2 separate regions of the Mus musculus genome follow, and region 1 is linked to region 2. Evidence: chromatin contacts called from public Hi-C data. All regions are on one chromosome and are shown on one strand. The core of a region is the stretch at or near the end of the contact, and the rest is flanking DNA. Distances in the headings are between cores, read along the strand shown.

Region 1 (3,372 bases), core at 443-2,942, 77 kb after region 2:
ACAGCAGCCACGTGCTGGCTGCTCACTTGTTCTGAGCCTAGAGCATAGGGCTCAGCCACATCCCTGTCATGCAGGACCACAGCAGCCTCATGGCTCAGAAGACCACCTCCTTTAAGTTCCCCTGCTGATGGTCTTAGTCCTATGACAAACTAAAGAATAGTTGTCTTAGAAAAGTGGCAATTATTTGGAACTGGAATTCAGGAGGAACTCATTAGCCAGAGCACAATTTATAAACTAGCAAAAATGAAAAGGGGGCAGTAAAAATGCCACTGCAAAAATAGATGACACATTAAACCTTAATTAATTGCATGTCACGTTAAAAGGGAACAAACTGCGAAATTAAAACCATAATGAACATTTGCATGAAAGAGACATTTTTCAAATGCTAATGAAAAATGAAAGGAATGGCTGTCCAGAACTTAGCAGTCTGCCTCCAACCTTTTAACATGATCGGAAAACACGTGCTATAAATCAAGAAGACAGGCCAACCCTATCATAGCAGCCCTGGACCCCCAGTCACATGCTCCAAGTTAGCGACCCACTTTCTCAAGAAACCAAGGCTGAGGCTAACAGCAACTAAACTGTGAGAGACGAGTTCAGCTGGTCCTGGCCTCCACAACAGATTGGGCACAGGATCCTCACTGGACATCAAATTCTGAGGTGGTGTGTTTGCATAGCACCCATGCAGATCACCCTCCCTACATATCAGTGGTTCTCAACCTGGGGTCACAACCCCAACGCATATCAAATATTCTGCATATGATTCATAACAGTGGCAAAAGTTACAATTATGAAGTAGCACTGTAATACTTATATGGGGGGGGGGGCATCACCAAAACACAAGGAACTGTATAAAAGAGTCGCAGCATTAGGAAAGTTGAGAACCACTGCTATTTACGGATACAATGAAACATCTCCTGATTACCCATAATCCTAACTCAATACAAATGTTACCTATCATTGTCATACTGTGTTTCGGGAAAGGCAACAAAAAACATCTGTCTGCCTCTGTGTGCTTGTATGTGTGTGTGTTTTTTCTGTCAGAGCTAGCTGAACCCACACACAGAGAATCTGAGACATGGGGCTGGCAGAACACGTTTTATAGTGCTGGGGTTTGAACCCAGGACCCTGTACATGCCAAGCAAGTGCTCTGCCACCCTGGAAGATGATTCACACTTTATACCGATACCTTTCAAGAGTAACTATGAGAGCTTCAGAAGAGCTGCTTACTGTAGATCACCAGCATCCACATTCCCAGCCAGCACCATTTCACCCACTGAACAAAACCAGAGACAAATGGCGTGGGCTCTCACTGTTGCCATACTGTGTGCTGGAAGCTGCCTATGCAGAATGTCCTACTACACTCATAGCAACATTATCCTCAACTCTACACAATACATCGTGATTGGTTTAACCTAGGGTTGTTCAATATTGAAATTACAGGAATCTTTGACCAGTTAATCCTTAATTATGGGGCTAGCCTGTATACTGTGGGAATTTTAAGAACATCCTGGTCTATAAAAGATGCCAGTAGTAACCCATTTGTTGTAACAGCCAAACTCTTGGTCATGTCAAATAACACCTAGGAGATGACATACTCCATCTTAGAATCACTGGTTTAACTACAGTCCTATTCCCCAGCCAGTCAGCCTCCTGTGGCCAGGGAGCCAGTCCTGGTTAGTGAACCCTAATGAGTTGTTTGTCTCCTGCTGCTGTTGTTTCCTACTTGAAACACGTCACAGGTCCAGTCACAGGCCCAGATTGCCACAGAATCAACAGGTGTCAATCTGGGCTGCATTCGGTAAAGTATCTGCCACATGATTATTAGGACCTGTGTTTGGACTCCCAGCCCATGTAGAAAGCCAGGCACTGGGCAAGGTAGAATTCACCTGTAACCCCAGTGCTGAGAAGGGAGAGACAGAAGGTCCTGGGGCTCACTGGTCAGACATTGTAGCTGAGTCAGTAAGCTCCAAGTTCAACACGAGGCTCTGTCTCAAAACACAATGTGAAAAGCAATAGAACCTCTGGCCTCCACACATATGCATGCTCACATGCATGCACACCCACACACCCATGTGCACAAGTCTATGAACACACACATAGACATATATACATAGACAGAGAGAGAAAGAGGGGGGAGAGGAGGGGCAAGGAGGAAGGGAGGGAGGGAAGGAGGGAGGGGAGAGAGAGAGAGAGAGGGAACTGGTGGAAAGAAAGCAGTGTCTGTGATATCAGGGAACCAAGGTCAGATCTGGGTGCTATCTGTTGACTTCATGGCTTCTAATGACCCAAGGGAAATAGATGTCTATCTTTTCTTTTAGATTTAATTATTTATTTACTTTATTTATGAGTACGCTATAACTGTCTTCAGACAAACCAGAAGAGGGCACTGAATCCCATTATAGATGGTTGTGAGCCACCACGTGGTTGCTGGGAGTTGAACTCAGGACCTCTGGAAGAGCAGCCAGTGCTCTTAACCACTGAGCCATCTCTCCAGCCCAGATGTTTACCTTTTTAAAAATCATCCCTGGGACAGGATTTTTGTTACTTGAAACAGACAGCACTACAAACAAGTGCTAGAGAGAACAGGTGGACCACTCAGTCTCAGGCCCGCTCTCCTCTGGGAGGCATGAGACCCAGGCTCAGGCACTCCTGAGATAGCATAGCTCACCCATGTCATCAGCTGGCATTCCTGGGGTGTCTGTCTTGCAGACGCTGGACTGCAGCCCAGTGGCCCACAATACAGTCCCGGTCACCTCCCTCTGTGCTTCATGCTAAGGTCACATTCTACAAACACTACACCGAGTCCTTTCAGTGCAGAGTTCCTGATTGGAGGCATCCTTCTGGCTCATAACTGGAACCAGAAATCCCTGTCCTCCGTATAAACTGAAAACAACTATGTGTTGACACAAGTCACCTGGTTTTTGAGAAGCGTGCCATGAGGGCTTGTCTGAGAAGATAGCAAACACACAAGGAATAGTGTCTGCAGCCTGCTCCATGCCTCCCTCCCAAGCCATTCTACTCCCAAGAACCATGATACTAGGCTTCAGCCTCCGGCCCTTCCTGCCGGAGACAGCAGCAATTACGTCACACTTCAGGAATAAAGAGAACTCTGTTGAGCAAGTCTGGAACCTGGCAAACTCCATGAAAAAAAAAAAGAAGAAATCACATCGTTGACACGGCTCCTCGGAGCCACTTATGAAAATAGACCTGTCACTTTGGTGCATTAATATTCCACTGGGTTGACAAGGTGCTGCATGTCCCTTTCGATTCTTATCAGAATGACTGACATTATCAGGAAACCTAATCCAAACAGCCACCAGGTAGGCTTGCAGAATCGGCTGTATTTGTCATTACACTCGGCGTTCCGAT
Region 2 (3,592 bases), core at 801-3,300:
GGTGTTTGTGGGAGTGCTGAGAAGCTAACATCCCCGGGGGGGGGGGGGTGGCACAGCCCTCTGCCCTCCGATGTCTTTCTTGCAGATAGGGAAACCACAGGGCTCAATGACGTCACTAAGGTTCAAAACAGACAATGGCAGGGAGAATTCGCACCTTCTGTGACTTCTTCACTCTTTCCAGATTCTGTTTAGAAAACAGCCTACTTAGAGAAAAGTAGGAAATGTCCTCCAAAACCCTTACCCAGAAGTCAGCCAGCACTAGGAGGAAATGCTGCTGGGCTGAGAAACCTGGTATCTGGGCCCAGCTCACATTCACCAGACTGAAATGACTCTTTCACCTCCTCCCCCTCCCGCTCCCCCTTCCCCTCTCTCTATCTCTTTCTCTGTGTATGTTCTTGTTAAAAATGAATTATCCTCTCTCATCCCTAGAACCATTTAAGATTCAATTAACACCAGTCAACATTACTAGAATCTGTTCGGTAGACACCAGTGCATAGAATGCTCCCAGAGTGGTACTCAACATGTAGACTGTACCTGTGACAGACTGGGCTGGACATGCCCACACCCACCCACATGCCTCCTCCACAAGTGAAAGTGAATGAATATACTATTATATCCTAAGCATCCACTCCATTTTCTGTGTAGGCCCCATTTGTTGCTCTCTGTTAAGACAACATTGTAGGAGACCCATTGCCTCTCTGTTCCAGGATTATATGGGTCTTTTGCGATTGCCATGGCTAAGGGCCTGGAATATAAGTGAAAACCATATACCAGGCTTCTCCTTCCATGGAGCTGACAGTCCAGTCCATGGAGAATTCCAGTAAATGAGCAGAGAGAAATAAGGACGGCCAGATGAGGTTGATCGCATGGAGGCAGTAAAAAACATGAACAGAAACATGAGCCGGGCACCTTGGCTACATTCTCAGATCCCACAGGTCAGCTGACTTCACAAGCTGGTTGTACTATAGGAAGGAGTCAGTCATGTAGATATCTGGAGGAATCAGTGCTCAGTGATGGGAATAGCAGATGCCAAGACCAGAAGAACTGGCCTGTCCCACTAAAGAAGGATCAGAACAACCAATATGGGTCAAGGAGCCATAAGCAATGAGCTGCTAGTTTGCCAGGCCCTGTCACGAAAAAAGCCTTGTGGGTTGTATGTGCTACAGGTTGCATTTGATGGCCACAAGGGCTTCAAACCTCCTCGACTAAGAAATTGTTTCTATGCAAGCCTGCAAACCACTTGCCTCTTGAGAACCGCGAGCTAAATAATTCTGAGTAATTTATGAATTACTCAGACGCCAACATCATTACAGTGGAAAGCACCCCAGGAACGTGTAGGGAAGAGGGCCAAGGATGATGCACGGGAGATACAAATATTTACAAGTCTACAGAGAAGCTTGCCAAGCCGAATGGCAGCCACGGTGGTCTGGACAAGGCAGAGACATGGCGTCCCTAAAGCTAAAGAACATCCAGAGCTGTCTGCAGTGCTCCTACGAGATCAAAGGCACTGGACAAGTGACCTTCGGATTTGGCAGCCTGGGGTCAGGGAGAGGTTCTGAGAGATCAGTCAAGAGGTTCTGAGAGTAAGGAAGGAGTAGAGAGGTGTGGCACCCTGCCTCTTTTAATAGCTGGGTCGTCTAAGATCCGTGTGCAGCCTGGAAGGGATGGTGGCAGGCCCTTTTCTAAAGATAGAAGACTGCTGATCTTGCAGAGCTGCGAGTTCTAGAGAGTAACGGATAAGTTTTGCTGCAAAGTGAGCCAAGGAGCCAGGAGCTGCCATCTCTGAACGAAACCCCGCGCTGGGGTCTCGAACCACCAGCAGGCTACGCTTCCCTCAGTGACAGCTTGGCTAGTGAACACGCACCACGGGTCCAGCCCCTCGCTGGTCGCAGGGCCGCCCCGCCCTTCACGTACACACGCGCCCTGTCATCCTTCCCATACAATAGCCTTGGAGTCGTACGTGGCGCTGGCCGCTGCGCATGCTCCACAAGGACGGGCGGGGCGAGGCGAGGCGGCTCACAGAGTTCGGGTGGGCGGGACCGTGCCACGCAGCCGTTTGGAGCCACGCCCCCCTGCCCGGGGCGGCAGTGCGCGTTCCCGAGCAGCGCGCGCCTCACGCCTTCCCCCGAGTCCTCGCGCGCGCACTGACGCCCACCCCGCGGCTGCCGTCGCCCCTCCGAAAACCAGCGGCGCCATGTCTTCGCCTCCAGAAGGAAAGCTGGAGACCAAAGCTGGACACCCGCCCGCCGGTACTGACTGGTTTGCACTATGTCTTGGGGCGCCGGGAGGGGACAGGGCAGGATCGGGGTCCCAGTGCCCCGGTGCCCCTTGCTTGTGTGCTGCGCAGGCGCGCAGGTGAGCGGGCCCGGGGTGCAGGTGAGCGGGTCGCGGGATCCAGCCCTCCCCGGCGGGGACACCCTAGTTGTACAAGTCAAAACTCAAAAGTAGGCAGTTTTTATGAGATTGCACAGATGTTTGCGTGGGAGACCCCCAACAATTAAAAGGTAGTGTTGTATCATGATGATTAATCGTGGGCTGACAGCATTTCACACTGACAGACCAAAGAAGCGGAAATAATTATGATCATTAATCACCCGGCATGACTTCCTTTATTCATTTAATTTTCGCATCCAACTCCCTCTTGAAAGTGGTTAAAACGGTATTTTTTTAAAGCAAACCCGGAACTTCTGAGCCAAAACTTCTTTTTACTGGCAGTTCAGTCCAGTAAAGAGCCACCTCTCTTAGGAAATGGTGAGCAACCTTTGTGTGCCTTGGGCAGCCGCCTCCACTCAGTTCCTGTTTGTTCCTCCATGGCTGGAGGAGTTGGCATTTCTACTGCCCTTTCTGGTGGCAGAGATACCTGTGGAAGCACCACAGAGAGCCAGCCTGGAAACCGTGGGTCCTAGAAGCCAAGTCTCCTGTGGTATAAAACCAGGGCATCTCCCTGCAGACCTTGGAGGACTGTGTGGGGTAGGGACACATCTGTACCATCTTTCTGTAGTAAAAACTTAGACTCTCCAGCTGCTGGCCCCACTGGAGAACAGGAGGAGAGAGGAAACTGCCTTTAAAGTATGCTGTATTTCAAAGCTGATTCACTATGACAGTGCTTCTCAACTCGCCTAACTGGGGTTAGGAGTTATAGCTACGGGAGTCTTTGTGTTCAGTGTAAGATACTATGCTAGAGTATGGAAGGCTCTGGGTTCAATTCTCACTTCTTACAATACAAATTAACTTGTGGAAAGATTACCTTTAAGATACTGGCTCCTATCCCTAACCAAGTCTGTCCGCAATGGGTACCGGCTTGCTTCGCCAGTGGCGTCTCACTGAGTATATTAAACCACCTTCAGGGTAGGCCCTATGCCCCAGTAAATAGATGGCCAACGCAAAACGAACTCAGTGGTATTTTTGTAGACTTCCTGTCTCATGTGGTTTTCTTTGAGCATTTTTTAAAATCTTACTAGTGTATTGCTTGTGTATTTTGGTTTGTGGTTTTGTGGACTCTGTGTGTGTGTGTGTGTGTGTGTGTGTGTGAGAGAGAGAGAGAGAGAGAGAGAGAGAGAGAGAGAGAGGTATGGTGGGTAGGAATTGGGGG

The links. Hi-C and Micro-C count contacts between places; a contact is called where the count stands out from the background.
Region 1: a contact with region 2 is called in a Hi-C map of olfactory sensory neurons, with 1.7 times the contacts expected there. The contact joins the enhancer-like site here to the promoter of Dap in region 2. A contact is called at or near these places in 1 of 39 promoter capture datasets (macrophages), 2 of 484 Hi-C or Micro-C datasets (olfactory sensory neurons and rod photoreceptor) and 2 of 9 other capture datasets (adipose tissue and liver).

Annotation. Positions count from the first base shown.
Region 1 is chr15:31,299,754-31,303,125 of GRCm38.p6, forward strand. All of the region lies in intron 3 of Ankrd33b (ankyrin repeat domain 33B), which reads right to left. Among named protein-coding and RNA genes, the nearest start is that of Gm41285, 38 kb to the left of the region's middle. Within about 2 kb of position 1,693, at least 9 of the 459 cell types and tissues checked have an H3K27ac peak or open chromatin away from gene starts, as enhancers often do. A contact at or near this core is called in olfactory sensory neurons, where this site is marked.
Region 2 is chr15:31,222,335-31,225,926 of GRCm38.p6, forward strand. It overlaps Dap (death-associated protein), which reads left to right and starts at 2,051. Exons shown (of 4, transcript NM_146057.3): 1 at 2,051-2,249. The coding sequence starts at 2,195.